Regions from separate parts of the Rattus norvegicus genome. Here region 2 is linked to region 1. Evidence: chromatin contacts called from public Hi-C data. All regions are on one chromosome and are shown on one strand. The core of a region is the stretch at or near the end of the contact, and the rest is flanking DNA. Distances in the headings are between cores, read along the strand shown.

Region 1 (7,476 bases), core at 3,686-6,185:
GAAAAACAAAAAGATCCAAGTTGACTTCAGAGATGCACTGTCCTTTGTTTCATTCTGTTTATTTGCTTTAAAAGCAGGGACCTGCCTTGACTTCCTGAGCACAGGGACGGCCTGAGTTATCTTAGGGGCAAAGCACTGAGAGCTATAGCTTGACACAAAATCAGAACAATAACCTTGGTGTTTAGAGAGGCAGACAGAATCAGAATATAGAAGTGTTTTCCAACAATCAAATCATTTCAGATGGGCTGAGTGGAAAAGCCACTAGATAGTAAGTTACTCCTTCCCAGACACAAAGTATAGCAGGGTTACAGTGGGGAGGGAGCCCAGGGAGGTGCAGAGTAGAAAATTGATGACTACAGTCTCTCATGCCCACAGTGTCTCCCTTGTGCAGGCAGAGAATGATCCTGAACTTCTGGTGCTCCTGAAGTCATCTCGGACCTGAGTGCTGGGACTACAAGCATGCAAGCACTAACTACCATGCCCTGTTCGCGGGGCTGTGCTGGCTGTTTTAGGTCAGCTTGAAACACTCAAGTGTCATTTTGGAAGAGGGAATCTCAATTGAGGAAATGCCCCCACCAGACTGGTCTGTGCTAAGTCTGTAGAGCATTTTCTTGATTGGCTGATTGATATGAGAGGTCCAAGCTCACTGTGAGCAGTCCCACCCCTGGGTTGGTGGTCCTGGATGCTATAAGAACACAGGCTGAGCAAGTCATGAGGTGCAAGCCAGTAAGCACTGCTCTTCCATTGCCACCACATCAACAACTCCCTCCAGAATCCCACCCTGACTTCCCTGAAGATGGACTACACACTGTAAGATGGGATAAACTCTTCCCTCCCCAAGACGCTTTTGGTTTAGTGTTTTATCACAGCAAAGGAAACCCTAGGACAGTGGTTCTAGGGATGAAATCCAGGGCTTTATGCGCACTGGGCAAGCATTCTATCACTGAACACATTCCTTTTTTTTTTTTTTTTTTTTTGGTTCTTTTTTTTTCGGAGCTGGGGACCGAACCCAGGGCCTTGCGCTTCCTAGGTAAGCGCTCTACCACTGAGCTAAATCCCCAGTCCCACTGAACACATTCCTAAACACAACTCTCCTCTCTGTAGGGAATGGCTTCAACTCTGGTGTCTGTCTGTCTTACTGACATTTCTTCTTGCAGCATGTCCCCCTCTTGGAAATAACTCAACAGTAAACTCAATTCAGCCTCAAATGTAGCTCTTTTCCCAGTCTTCCTTCCACATAACCCAACTTCCCTTTTGACCTACGTATACTTTCCCCAGCCTGATTCAACACATTCATTCGTTTGTCAAGACAGGCTCTCACTATGCATCTCTGGTTGGCCTGGAACTCAAAGAGATCTACCTGCCTCTGGCCTCCTAGTGCTGGGATCAAAGGTATATACCACCATGCCTGACTCATTAAGAAACGACTTAACTTTGTTTTTGTTTAAGTGTATGTGTGCATGGCTATGAGCAATGTCAAAGCAGGAGCTGATGGAGGTCAGGAAAGGGAGCTGGATCCCCCAGAGTTAGAGCTATTAGGCAGTTGTGAGTTATCTCAAGCAGGTGCTGAGAACTGCTCAGGTCCTCTGTAAGAGTAGTACAAACTCTTAACTTCTGAGCCATCTTTCTAGCAACACATCCCTTTTTATTATCGTTAGTTTTGAGACAGGGTTTCATGTAACCCAGGCTGACCTTAAAAGTCTCTATAGAGTCAAGGATGATCTTAAATTTCTGGTCCTCCTTTCTTCATGTACCTTTTAAGTGCTGGGAATAAAGGCTGGCACCACCATGCACATGCAACTTTATGAGGTGCTGTGGAGCCTGTACTTGTCCCACCTCTATCCTTCTCTGGCTCCCCCCTTCCTTCACATTCCAGCCATCTCATTGTGTAGTCTCCCCCCAAAATCCCAGCCACTCATCCCTTGTATCCTCAGGCCCTGAGATCCTTTGTGTTGAAATCAAGTCCTGTTTCCCCCTGACATGCTTGTGATGATCCCAAAAGCTTTGCTAGACACACCCCAAGAATCAGACCCAAGGTTCCTGGCTAGTTTTCAGGGGCTCTGAACACCTGATGTTTCCAACCTCCTCTAAACTCATTCAACTCTATCAGAATTCAGTAGGGCCCACTCTCAGAATGGTCTCAAGTTGAACAAACAGAATGAGATGAGCTCAGTGTGTACAGTGCTTGCCCACCTTTCACAAGGGCCTGGATTGCATCACCAACACTGCATAAATTGGGTATATTGATGCAAGCCTGCAATAGCATCACTCTGGAATTAGAGGCAGGAAGATCAGGAGTTCAAGACCATCCTTGGCTACACAGAAAGTCTGAGGGCAACCTGGGGTACATTATACCCTGCCTTAAAAAAATAATAGGTGGTGGTGGCAGCGGCATGCTTTTAATCCCAGCATTTGGGAGGTAGAGTTTGTCAGTCCGATTTACAATTTCAGGAGAGCCAGAGGACTACACAGAGAAACGTTGTCTCAGAAGAGCAAAATTAATTAACTAATGATTAATACATACATACCTCCTGATCCCTAGATGACGTCAGAAAGTTAAACAATTACCAGAACATATAGTCCAGAGATAAGATCCAATATATCTTATCCAAATATCCCCACCCAACAGAAATAAAGTGTCTCCCTGAATACAAGTCTACATTTCCGTGCCTCTTCCATTCACTTGCCTACACACTTCCCACTTCTGAAGAATCAACAGCATGGTTTTTTTTTTCCTTCCACTGCATGGGTCCTGGAGATCGAACTCAGGTATCAAGTTTGGTGGCAAGCTTCTTTACCCACTGAACCATATTATCAGCTCACTAATTATAGGCAAGTTTCCAGACAAGAGACACTTCCCTCCTCCAGGGGTCCCATTGAGACCCACCCATTCATCTGGCAGGTCTCAGTTTAGATGGCTCATCTTCTGGAAGGTTCTTTTGTCTTTTTTTTTTTTTTTTTTTTTTTTTTCTGGAGCTGGGGACGGAACCCAGGGCCTTGCACTTGCTAGGCAAGCGCTCTACCACTGAGCTAAATCCCCAACCCCTTCTGGAAGGTTCTTTAACATGATCTCCATTCCAAACCCATTTTTCCCAGGTTCACACAGCACTGTATCACTTCTCCAAATGATAGTCAGATGCCCACTAGATTCCACTCCCCAAGGAAAAAAGGCAGGAAAGAACCAGGGGAGGCATATCCAATTCCAGACTGGGCTGGTAGTGCACTTTATCAATCCAGCAAAGAGGTAGAGACCACGGAAGACAGAGTCAGTCAACCACTGTGAACTCTCATGTGTTGCTATGTTTTTTATCTCTCGTGTTGTTACCACCAGCCTTGCTTTCTCTGTCACTGTCCCCAGCCAGAATGAGTCATTGAACTTACTACCATCCTGCTTCAGCCTCCAAGTACCTCAGATTATAGGACTTCTTAAGCAGAGCTGGGACACTGAACTTACATTTTTTTTTTTTTTTGGTTCTTTTTTTCTGGAGCTGGGGACCGAACCCAGGGCCTTGCGCTTCCTAGGCAAGCGCTCTACCACTGAGCTAAATCCCCAACCCCTGAACTTACATTTTATTGCTGGAGAATTTCACATTCATGTAAAGTGTTTTGGTCAAACCCAACCCATGCCCCCTCTTCCAGTTCCTTTTCTAACCCCAAATCTTCCACTTTTTTGTGTGTGTGGTTGTTATTTTGTTTTGTTTTGTTTTTTAACAGTTTTATGTTGGCCTCAAACTCACATGAATCCTCCTGAATATTTTCTATGTGTGTAGCATGCATTCGAATGTATGTAGGTGTATATGTGTGCATGTGTATATGTGTATGAATCCTTAGTTTTGCACTTTTATCATTTTAAATTCCGTTTATTTCTGTGTGTCTCCGTAGGTTTGTACACATGAGTGCCTGCGGAGGCCAGAGGCAATGGCTATCCTTGAAGCTAGAGTTACAGGGGGTTATGAGCCACATGTTAGAGTCCTAGGATCTAAACTCTGAAAGAGTGGCAAGGGCTCTTAACCACCGAGTCATCCCTCCAGCCCTGATTGTGAACTTTGGAATTTTTTTTTTTCAAATCCATGCGTTATGCGCTCACACATACCCCCGACTAGTAAGAAGGAAAAGGAGGGAAAAAGAGAAGAAAAAGCAAGAGGAAGAGCTGCAGAAACGTGCTCCCTGCACTGCTGGAAAGTTTGAGGGGTAGAGATAAGCCGAAAGCCCGAGTCACGATCTCCAAACGTTTCTTCGCACCACAGGACCGTGGTCCTGCACATCGCCTGTTGCCAAGTAACGCGAGTACTCGCTACTACGAGCAGGGGTGTGTGCAACGCCTGGAAACTCAACAAGCTTGGCTCCGTGTAACTGTGGAAAGGTCGGCTCTGACGGATACAGAGGTGGGGAGTTGCTGCCCACCCTGCCCCGGGACTCGTCTTTCCTTTGCTCCCCAGGACCCCAGCCAGTATCCCCGCGGGCAGGAAAACTGGGCCTGGCTGAGGTCAGGAGCTCCGGGGCCGCCTGACCTGCTGCGCGACTTCGGCAGGACGTCTGTCTGGAGTCCCACCTGGGTTAACGGTTCCTGTAAGGTACTTCTAACCTAGAGCCTGTCCTCTGGCGAGCGCTTCACAAGTCCTCCTAGCACCAGGTTGCTAGGGGCGGCCTCAAGACTCCGCCAAATGCCTGTGACCGTCCTAGCAGCAGACCCCGGAAGTGGGCAAAGCGTAACGGCGGGGAAGGAACGATCTGACAAAGCGAAGTCGAGACTCTCTCGCGAGATCTCGGAAGTGGGCGGAGCCCAGACCCGCATTCCTTTGGACCATAGGGAGGCGTGACGTCAGGCTTTTCCCGCGAGAACTCGAAAAGTGGGCCGGGTCTTGGTCGCGCTAGCCGAGCCTGTCTCGCGAGATTTGGTGCCGCAGAACCAAGCTTCTATCGCGAGATCAGGTGGCTCTGGACAGGACCGGCACTGCGCAGAGTGGAGGTCGTTGGAGTCACTTGTCTCCTCTCAGCTGCTGTGCCTGTAGGTCCGTGCCCCGCCCGTCCCAGCCATGCTGTCCGCTCTCGCCCGTCCTGTCGGTGCCGCTCTCCGCCGCAGCTTCAGCACTTCAGCCCAGGTACAAGGGGCTGCCTGCTCAGAAAGGAACTCCGGGGGTAGCACATGCATCCCGGGAGCTCGGGAGGTTTTTAACCCGCCAAGGCTCATGCTGGACGGCTGGGCCGCCCGGCTCTTATTCCTTCAGCATCCTGTGTAGAAAACCTGGAAGAGGGGCAAAGTCAGTCCAGGTTCTCCCCAGAGTATTCGCTCCCTGTAGATGCAGAAGACAAGGCCCTCGGTCCGGAAGCAGATTGCATTAATATGCAACTTTGCATTGCTTCGACATAACTGATTTTCTCCTCAGCCTCCATGCGAGTTATACATGAGGAGGAGAAATGACGTGTAACATTAACTTTGTAGTGCCGGCAGCCCGAGGTTCTGAGAGTAGAGAACTGAGTCAAGGTTACAGCAGTTTGACAGACTTGATTGAAATTAGCACTGTCAGTAGTCTTCTTCGCTAAGGGATTGCTTTCTTTATGTTCATTTATGTAGACCAGGCTGGCCTCGAACTCACACAGATCCGTCTCTGCCTCAGTACTGGGATTAAAGACATGCACCAAGCATTATTATTTGTGTGTGGTGTATGTGCACATGATTGTACAGAGGCTAGAGAAGGACATCAGTGTCTTGCCATCACTGTAGACCAGCGGTTCTCAACCTTGGCATCGATGACCCTTTCACAGGGGCCCCATATCAAATATTTATATTGTAATTCATAACAGTAACAAAATTAAGGTTACAAAGTAGCAATGAAAGTGATTTTTATGCTTGAGGGTCCCAACGTAAGGAACTGTATTAAAAGGTTGCAGCATTAGGAAGCTTAAGAACCACAGTTTTAGACCTTACTTCTTTTAGAGAAGGCCTTTGTCTGCCAGGCTGGGGAACTGGGCTTTGAACTCAAGTCCTTATGCACTTAACAACTGAACCACCTCCTCTACTGGAGCCTTCTTTCTCTTATGAATTATTCTTGGAGGATCATCCCTGCTTTGGGTAGACTTGGCCTAGGACAGTTACAGCTAAGCTATTTATAGTCACCTTCTTCTGGGCCGGTGCTTCTTTAACTAGTGCATGTCAGAATCAATAAAGGCATCCCAGGATCTTGTCAATAGGGCAGGGTCTGTATTTTTACATATCTCTAGCAAAGTCGATACAACCAAGGCCACACTCCAAATAATTCGAGGAAACTCTACATTTATTATTATGTCATGTCTTCCTGTTCCCCATCCAATCAATTCATTGAAAAATAAAGATAACAGGGTCTGGAGATGTACTCAGCAGTTAAAAGTGTTTGCTGATTTTGCAGAGAACGGATTTTGGTTTCCAGGACCCAAGGCAGTTGGCTCCTAACCACCTGTTACTCCAGCTCCAGAGGATCTGAAGCCACTTCTGGCTGCCATGGGCACTGCATCTAAACACACACACCAGATAATAGAACAGAAAGCCAACCTAAGCATATTGCACACTGGGTCTGTGATGCTTGTAATCCCAGCCACTCAAGAGTTCCAGGCAGGAAGATGAAGTTTGAGACCCGCCTGGGTAGTTTAGGAGGACTCTGTCTGACAGGAAAACAGTGCTGGGGACATAGTTCAGTGGTAAACACTTGCTAGGTATGTCCAAGGCCCTGGGTGCTCAGAGATGACAAGGATGAATAAGAAGTGGCCTGGGGTGGTCCACAAATGAGGTAACTGTGGTAGGTGGACATGGAGATAGACGCAGAGCGGCAGAGTAGGGTTAGCTCCGCAGAGCGTGAATGGTGTGGCTCGGTGTCGGTGTGTGTTTGTGGAGCTGAGGATCGAACTCTGGGCCGTATGCATGCTAAGTGAACGCTGTGCTGCTGCTGGGCTGTATCCCCAAGTTCAGCCTCTTTGGGTTCGTTTGCTTGTTTTCATTTTAGAAAGAATGTCACTATGCACCTTGGGCTAGCCTGGACCTGGACCTGGAGGTCTCTATGTAGACCTAGCTGGCCTCAGACTAGAGATCCACCTGACTCTGTACTTTTTGCATGCTGAGATTAAAGGGTGCATCGTATGCCAACTTCCATTTGAATTTCGATAGTAGGCAAAGCACAGAATGCTATATTTTGATTTAAAATTTTAATTGTGTGTGTGTGTGGATATAGCATATATCACGGGTGTAGGACAGGACATCTTGCAAGAGTCCTTGAGTGTGCGTGTCACAGCACAGGAGTGTGCACAGGGCAAGTTGCTGGAGTCTTTTCTCTTTTCACCATATGGGGAAGATTAGAGATTGAACTCATGGCTTTGGAAGCAAGTCATTTTACTTGCCTAGCTATCCCACAGGCACAGGCCCAGAATCAGAATGTGACATTTCAGTGAAGACCAGCAGAAAGCATAGATTACATGTAGAAGGAATTGGAGGCAGGAGGACAGTGA
Region 2 (7,476 bases), core at 2,198-4,697, 150 kb before region 1:
GAATGGAAACAAACCCCTTCCTCCTTCCTTAGGTTGTTACTGTCACAGCATCAAAAAAAGTAAGGAACAGCCTGTCGGTGGTGATGCACGCCTTAAGGAACAGCCTGTCGGTGGTGATGCACGCCTTAAGTTCCAGCCTTCCAGAGGCAGAGGCAGGCAGATCTCTGTGTGTGTTCGAGACCAGACTCATTTACAGAACAAATTCCAGGGAGGCCAGGTCTACACAGAGAAACCCTGTCTGGAAAAAACCAAACAAACAGACAAACAGAATGAAATAAACGTAAGGAATAGAGCGCCACCAGCTTTGCAGTAGATGACACCTGCCTTGCGGGTCATGATACAGATCCTTAGGTTAGGAACCAGAAGGCCTTGGGTCAGCAGATGTCTCATTGAAGACCAAATGGAGTGAGATAACGGCCTACCTCCCTTCATACTACCTCTAACTCTTTTACAGTCTCAAACTTGGCATGGGGCTCTACTCGACTCTCTGTGGAAGCAAGTTCTTTGTTGGACGAGGTAACCCAAGGATAACATGAATAGACTACCCTTCAAGGCTCTCTTCCCGACACCGAGACTGAAAATAGCAGACCAGGAACAGGCATCAGGAGAGCAGGCAGAGAACACAGGATTAACATATGAGGGTGGTGGCGGTGGGAAGGGGTGTCCTCCAGGGTATAAAGGAGCTTGCTGCCAAGCCTGCTGAGCTGAGTTTGAGCCCTAAGACCTACAAGGGTCTTGATGAAACCATTTCTATATTTAGCTCTGGGATAAACTCTTCAGAGCAAGAGCTGTGGTTTGTGTTGAAAGAAAAACTATTTTTTTTTTTTGGTTCTTTTTTTCGGAGCTGGGGACCGAACCCAGGGCCTTGCGCTCTGCCACTGAGCCAAATCCCCAACCCCAAGAAAAACTATTTCTATCCCGCTCTCTTTTGGTTTTCCATTCTATTACGTCATTTATTTCTTTGCATCTATGTGGGTGCTTTCGTGGAGGTCAGAGGACAGATTACAGAAGTCGGCTCTCTGGCTCTCCCCATCCACCATGTGGATCCATGGGGTCAAACTCAGGTCCCCAAGCTGCATACCTTCCCATATTCCTCACTTTTTAAAACTCATTATTTCTAGCTTGTGTCTATAACCCCTGCTGCCCCCTAGTGGTAGATGTTATATGAGCAAAGCTATTGTTCCTTAGGGGGGCGGATTCATTTATTGGGCTTATAAAATGGATGGCTTCTTGATTACATATGATTATTTTTCAGGAGTATATGTAAATACTGTATAAATGTATACAGTGCATATATAAGTACTGGGGAGGAGGAATGGGACTGTAGCTCAGTGACAGAAGTCCTAACCTTTCATCCACTTGGCTGTAGGCTCAATGGCCAGTACTGCCAAAACAAAACATTGAAAAAGGAATATCTTGTCGTCGCCTCCTGGGACCCAGCGGACTGGGATTCAGTCCCTGACTCTCGCCCCACCCGTTACTTTGTCGGCGAGCGACCTCACCTGCTAAAGCACTTGTAGCTCAGAAAAGGTGCTCCAGTTGTCCACCGTAAATACCTTTTCTCTGCCGGAAGCTCTTTTCAAACTGCAAAAGGCTAAGGCAGAGCTTAGTTAAAAAAAAAAAAAAAAAAAAAGTCATAGCGCATGCGTAGTTAAAGTAGACTCCTCTGCTTCCTCATCTTTATGTCCAATTCAGCTCCAGAAAGTGCTGGAACTGGCTTCTCGGCCAATTCAGGCAGGAAGAACCAAGTTCTAATCCTTTCTTTTACCATTTAGGGATCCTCCTAGACGCAGTCTCCTCTTTGGCATAGCAGAGACAAGTGTGTTTGAGAATTGGGTTCCATGGTCCGCAAGACGTCATATCATTACAGTGGGAAGGAATCGACTGAAAATGTATTCAGGGGTTGGGGATTTAGCTCAGTGGTAGAGCGCTTGCCTAGCAAGCGCAAGGCCCTGGGTTCGGTCCCCAGCTCTGAAAAAAAGAAAAGAAAAGAAAAAAGAAAATGTAATTCAGTTGGTAGCATGCTGGAGTCCATGGGTTCGAGCCCCTGAGGGAGGCGGTGCGCATCAAAAATTCCTGCAGGAGGTGGAGAACCAGAGTTCAGAGTCAATGTTTTAGCAAGAGGAAGACTTTCAAGGTCCCACTCCCTCTCTGGGGGATCTACTAGTAATTAATGGTTGTTGGCAGGAAAGACATTTCCTTCAGTGGTGTAGCTACTGGTACTCCACCAAGTAGTCACCCGTGCTCCACCAAGTGACTTTAATGAAACTCATTGGGTCGCAAAAATTAAAAAGAAATAAGAGGGGCTAGATGGCTCAGTGGTTAGGAGCCATCTGCCTGCTCTTCCAGAGGTCCTGAGTTCAATTCCCAGCAACTACATGGTAGCTCACAACCATCTGTAATGGGATCTGATGCCCTCTTCCGGTGTGACTACAGACAGCTACAGTGTACTCACATACGTTAAATAAATAAATAAGTAAATCTTTTTTTAAAAAGAAGTTAGAAGGGGGTTGGGGATTTAGCTCAGCGGTAGAGTGCTTGCCTATCGAGCGCAAGGCCCTGGGTTCGGTCCCCAGCTCTGAAAAAAAGAAAAGAAAAAAAAAAAAAGTAAGAAACATGGGGGGTTGGGGATTTAGCTCAGTGGTAGAGCGCTTGCCAGGAAGCGCAAGGCCCTGGGTTCGATCCCCAGCTCCGAAAAAAAAAAAAGAAACATGGAAGCAGAAGAGAAATTAAGGTAGGAAGGCAAGAGAGAGTAATGGAGCTGTGATCAAATATGATCAAAATACATCATACACATGTAAGAAAATGTCATAATGAAGCCATTGTTATTATTACAAATGAATTATTATTACAAATGTATACTGAAAAAAACTTTAAAGGGAGCCTTCGAGAAGGCTGAGAGTAAAGGTGCTTTTGTGCACACCTACAACACTCTCTTACTGAGGCAAAAGCCAATAAAATCTAAAAAATAAAAGCGAAAAAGTTAAAAAGGGCTAGAGAAATGGCTCAGTGGGCAAAGGCACTTGCTGCCAAGCCTGATTACCCAAATCCAATACCCTGGACCCACTGGTGGAAGAAGAGAACAAACTCCCTTAAGTTGTCATCCACCCTCCACACGCGTTGCATGCCTCTCTCCACACGCAAACAAATAAATAGATGTAATTAAATGGTTATGGGGGTGTTTTGTTTGTTTGTTTGTTTGTTTTAATTAAAGATGAAGAAAGAAGCTGAAGTCTGGGCAAGAATACTCCTGAGGAGGCAGCCTGCGCAGCCCCCGTGGGTGAGCTGGAACTACAACTCCCGGCCTCCTTTAGGCGAGTAAGGGTGGATGACTCCACAGGATTGGGCATTCCCCCAAGAGGGCGGGGTTTGAGGAGAGGCCAGTCTTCCGTTGTTGCCATGGGAGACCGCCGCAAGGAGGCGGAAATTGCCGAGGAAGGTGGGGAGTGCCGAGGCGGCACGCGGGAAGGTCTCGCGGCCATGGCGGCCTCGGGGCCCGCGAGTCGCTTCTGGTGCTCGTGTCCCGAGGTGCCCTCCGCCACATTCTTCACCGCCCTGCTCTCGCTGCTGGTGTCGGGCCCACGCCTGTTCCTGTTGCAGCCGCCTCTGGCGCCCTCGGGGCTGTCTCTGCGCTCCGAGGCCCTGCGCAACTGGCAAGGTGAGCAGAGGCGGGGCGGGGATGGCGCGCTTCCTCAGCCCGCAGACTCCCGGGTCTCAGCTCTCCAGCCTCACTGCCAGCCAACCCCACCATCCGTGCCCACCATCATTCTCCCCACTTGGAGCTCCCGCATGTCTTGTCCAAAGCGCGTATCATTTCCGCCAACTCTTTCCCTACCCAGAATCGCCCCCTTCCGTGTTACCCCAGGTCCATTCATTCTTTAGTCTCGAGGGTGAATACACTTCCTAAGCTTTATAAACACGTTTTATAAACACAAACCCCATCTGCTGAAGGCCCGAGCCGCACAGGAACAAATCAAACCTCTCTCACCTTCATCGTGACAATTGAACCTCGTCTCTTGTCACCCCAATGAATGGCTTTTCCTCTTGACTCCCGAATTCTCTGCTGCGTCTTTAACTTAATCCTGACTCTAAATTCCAGCCCACAGAAGAAGCCCCTGGTAAAGTGTTTGTTTTCTCAGGGGAGAGAAATTTCTCAGACCAATGAAGTCTGTAATCATCCTTTTGTAAAAGACAGGATTCCTAGTCTTTGTTTCTTCCTAATTCTTTCCTGGGAAATCCCTGTTGCTTTTCTAACGTTAACAGAGGCCTGCGCATTCATTTCAGGTAATCCTCACTGCGATTTCATGACAGGCCATATTAAATGGCCTGTTTACCAGAAGCTGTGGTTGAATACAGAGAATCGCAAAGCTAAATACATCATAATATTGAGATAGGAACCCCGCATTTTGTTTCTAGTATGGTGATTTAGAACTAAGGCTTTGAGTATAATCTCCATACCTTTAGACAGATGGATACGTATGCATTTATTTATATGCCTGTGTGTACACATGTGGAGGTCAGAGGACAGCCTGGCAGTAGTCTTTCTCTTCTTCCCCATATGGGGCCTGGGAATCAAACTCAGGTCTTTGGGATTGGTAGCAAGCACTTCTACCTGTTGAGCCATCCCATCAGCTCCCTAAATCTTACAGAGTTGCATGTAGAATCTTTTCCTAGTTACCATGAAATTTCAATTTGGGATGTATCCAGCAAATAAACTTCTGGAGCTAATCTCACAAGGGTTTTTATGGTTTCCTGCTTAAAGCTGGAACTTCTCTCCTGTTGTAATGCATGAAGCAGTTCTTATGGTGAGCTAAATGCCAGTGTAGATAGGCACACAACCTCTGTCTGGTTTTGTGTGTGTGTGTGTTTCACTTTGAAACAAGGGACTTGCCATTTATTTACCCCAGAACTCATTATGCAGTCCAGGGTGGCTCCAAGCCTGTGATCCTCCTGCCTCACCCTTCTGACTACTAGAACACAGACATGCATCACCGTGCTTACTTAACCTTATTTGTCTGAGCATGGTGTCCATGAACAGGTAGAGATACGGTTACATAAGGGACCTTTGAAGGCCTCAAGTTTGACCACGTTATTTTATAATTAGGAAATAAAGCTGTGAGGCCATGGACCTTGGACTTAACTCAGGCAGCCTGGTTATGATAACGCCAACACGCACACACATGCGTGCGCGCGCGCGGGCGCGCATTCACACACACACACACACACACACACACACACACACACCACTCTAAGTCTTACGGCCCTAAGGATGACACCATCACTTCATCCATCTCCCTCTGGCATGTTAGGGTTCCAGCCCTCAGAAATAAATAAGTACACGAGAGGGTCAGGTGTGGTGATATTTACCTTTAATCACAGCACTGGGCAGGCAGATCTCTATGAGTTTAAGGCCAGCCTGGTCTCCATAGGGAGTTCCAGGCCAAGCAGGGCTATAGAATAAGACCCTGTCTCAAAAAACAAACAAAAAAGGAAATTAGAGCCCTGGAAGGTGGCTCAGCGAGAACCTGGCTGCCAAGTGTGAGAACTGGGGTTTGATCTCTGGAACTTTCGTGGTAGAACTTCCGAAGGTTTTCCTCTGATCATGTACTCTCATATACCCACAAATAAATAAACATAATTTTTAAAAGCTATGTACGTTAGCAATAACTTGTATTTGAAGGGAGTGTGGAAACCAAATATGGCAGACACTTGTAGTCTCAGCACTCAAAAGGCTGAGGCAGAAAGATCGTGAGTTCGCAGCTGGTCTGGGCTCCACATTTAAACCTTGCATCCCAAAGGAAGGCCAAATGATCCCAGCCCTCAGGAAGCCGGAACCAACCTGGTCTGTACAGCAATGCAAACCCCGGACAGGGCTGCGGAGTGAGACCTTGTCTCACTACAGAGAGAGAAGGGCTTTCCTAGCTATTTTATGGCCTATAAATCTTGGCTGCACCTGTAAAGCTGGAAAAACACTCTCTAAGAAGACTTACTTAATCTATGTCTATTAGTAATGATAATTTTATGGTCGTTAAAATTCCTCCTTCCTTTTTCCTCCTCCTGAACGGCCTCTATGGATGGAGAAGCCAGAATCCCAGCTGAGTTGACTGGCCCTCAGAGTGTTAAGTGAGACCCACTCAGTAGACCCTGAAGCTGTCACAATTAATTAGCCCTCACACTGCCTAGTGAGGTAGGTCACTATTAAAATCTAAAAGGAGGAGGGCTGGAGAGATGGCTCAGCGGTTAACAGAGCTGGCTGCTCTTGCAGAGGACCCAAGTTTGGTTCTCAGCACTCCACATGGTCACATTGCCCGTAACTCCAGCTCCAGGAGATCCCACACCCTCTTCTGGCCTCCACAGGTACCTGCATACAAGTAGTATACATAGACACACAACAACAAAACACAACAATCAAAACACATCTTTAAAAGAAAACCTGAAAGAGTGTTGTTATACAGCACTGGACGTGTTCAGAAATAACTCCAGTTTTCAAGTTACCTTTTTCACACATAGAAGTTGGTCTCCATAACCTCTGCTCCAGGGCTGGGAAAGAATGGAGACATCATATGTTCATGCTTTGAGTCATGGGAACTGGTTTTGATAGCCAGGGCTTCAGGGCCAGGAAGGAACAGAAACTATATTATATACTTATGCCTTGAATCATGGACACTTTCCTGTTGTGGTTTTTTTTTTTTTTTATTGTTGAGACAGGATTCCAGGTAGTCCAAATCCACAGTATAGCTGAGAATGACCTTGAACTTGTGACCTGTCTGTCTAGCTCCTAAGCACTGGCATAAGTGTGCACCACCACTTCCTGTGCGAGTTGTCTGCAGTGCTAGTAATGGAAGCCAGGGTTTTGTGCATCCTACCAAGCTCCTGACCCACTGAGCTACAGCCCAGCATCAATGCTGCCTTCCCCTGCTGGCTTGGGGCCTGGCTTCCCCTGGTGGGAGCAGCACTGCCTTGGACCACTAACCGGAGCCATCTTTAGTTTACAGGCTGGTGACCTACATCTTCGTCTATGAGAACCCTATCTCCCTGCTCTGTGGTGCCATCATCATCTGGCGCTTTGCTGGCAACTTCGAGAGGAGCGTGGGCACCGTTCGCCACTGCTTCTTCACCTTGATCTTTACCGTCTTCTCCGCCATCATCTACCTGTCATTCGAGTCTGTGTCGTCGCTGTCTAAGCTAGGGGAGGTGGAGGATGCCAGAGGCTTCACCCCAGTAGCTTTCGCCATGCTGGGAGTCACCTCAGTCCGCTCTCGGATGAGGCGGGCCCTGGTGTTCGGTGTGGTGGTGCCTTCTGTCCTTGTACCGTGGCTGCTGCTGTGTGCCTCCTGGCTTATCCCTCAGACCTCCTTCCTCAGTAACGTCTCTGGCCTTTTGATAGGCCTATCATGTATCCTTCCTGGGAGGGAGCTGCAGAGGGAAGCTGCACCAAAGGGCAAACCCACATGGACGCTGTGGGGTGTCAGGTAC

Evidence for each region. A called contact is a pair of places that touch in the nucleus more often than the background predicts.
Region 2: a Hi-C map of hepatocytes shows a contact between it and region 1, with 2.8 times the contacts expected there. The contact joins the promoter of Rhbdd2 here to the promoter of Mdh2 in region 1. A contact is called at or near these places in 4 of 12 Hi-C or Micro-C datasets (Schwann cells, hepatocytes, liver and 1 more) and 1 of 1 datasets of contacts at active chromatin or transcription factors (oligodendrocytes).

The regions. Positions count from the first base shown.
Region 1 is chr12:26,541,300-26,548,775 of GRCr8, reverse strand. Mdh2 (malate dehydrogenase 2) reads left to right here and starts at 4,935. Exons shown (of 9, transcript NM_031151.3): 1 at 4,935-5,102. The coding sequence starts at 5,037. It overlaps Styxl1 (serine/threonine/tyrosine interacting-like 1), which reads right to left and starts at 4,581. Exons shown (of 9, transcript NM_001037788.2): 1 at 4,553-4,581.
Region 2 is chr12:26,686,866-26,694,341 of GRCr8, reverse strand. It overlaps Rhbdd2 (rhomboid domain containing 2), which reads left to right and starts at 3,447. Exons shown (of 4, transcript NM_001191827.1): 1 at 3,447-3,658; 2 at 6,989-7,396. The coding sequence starts at 3,481.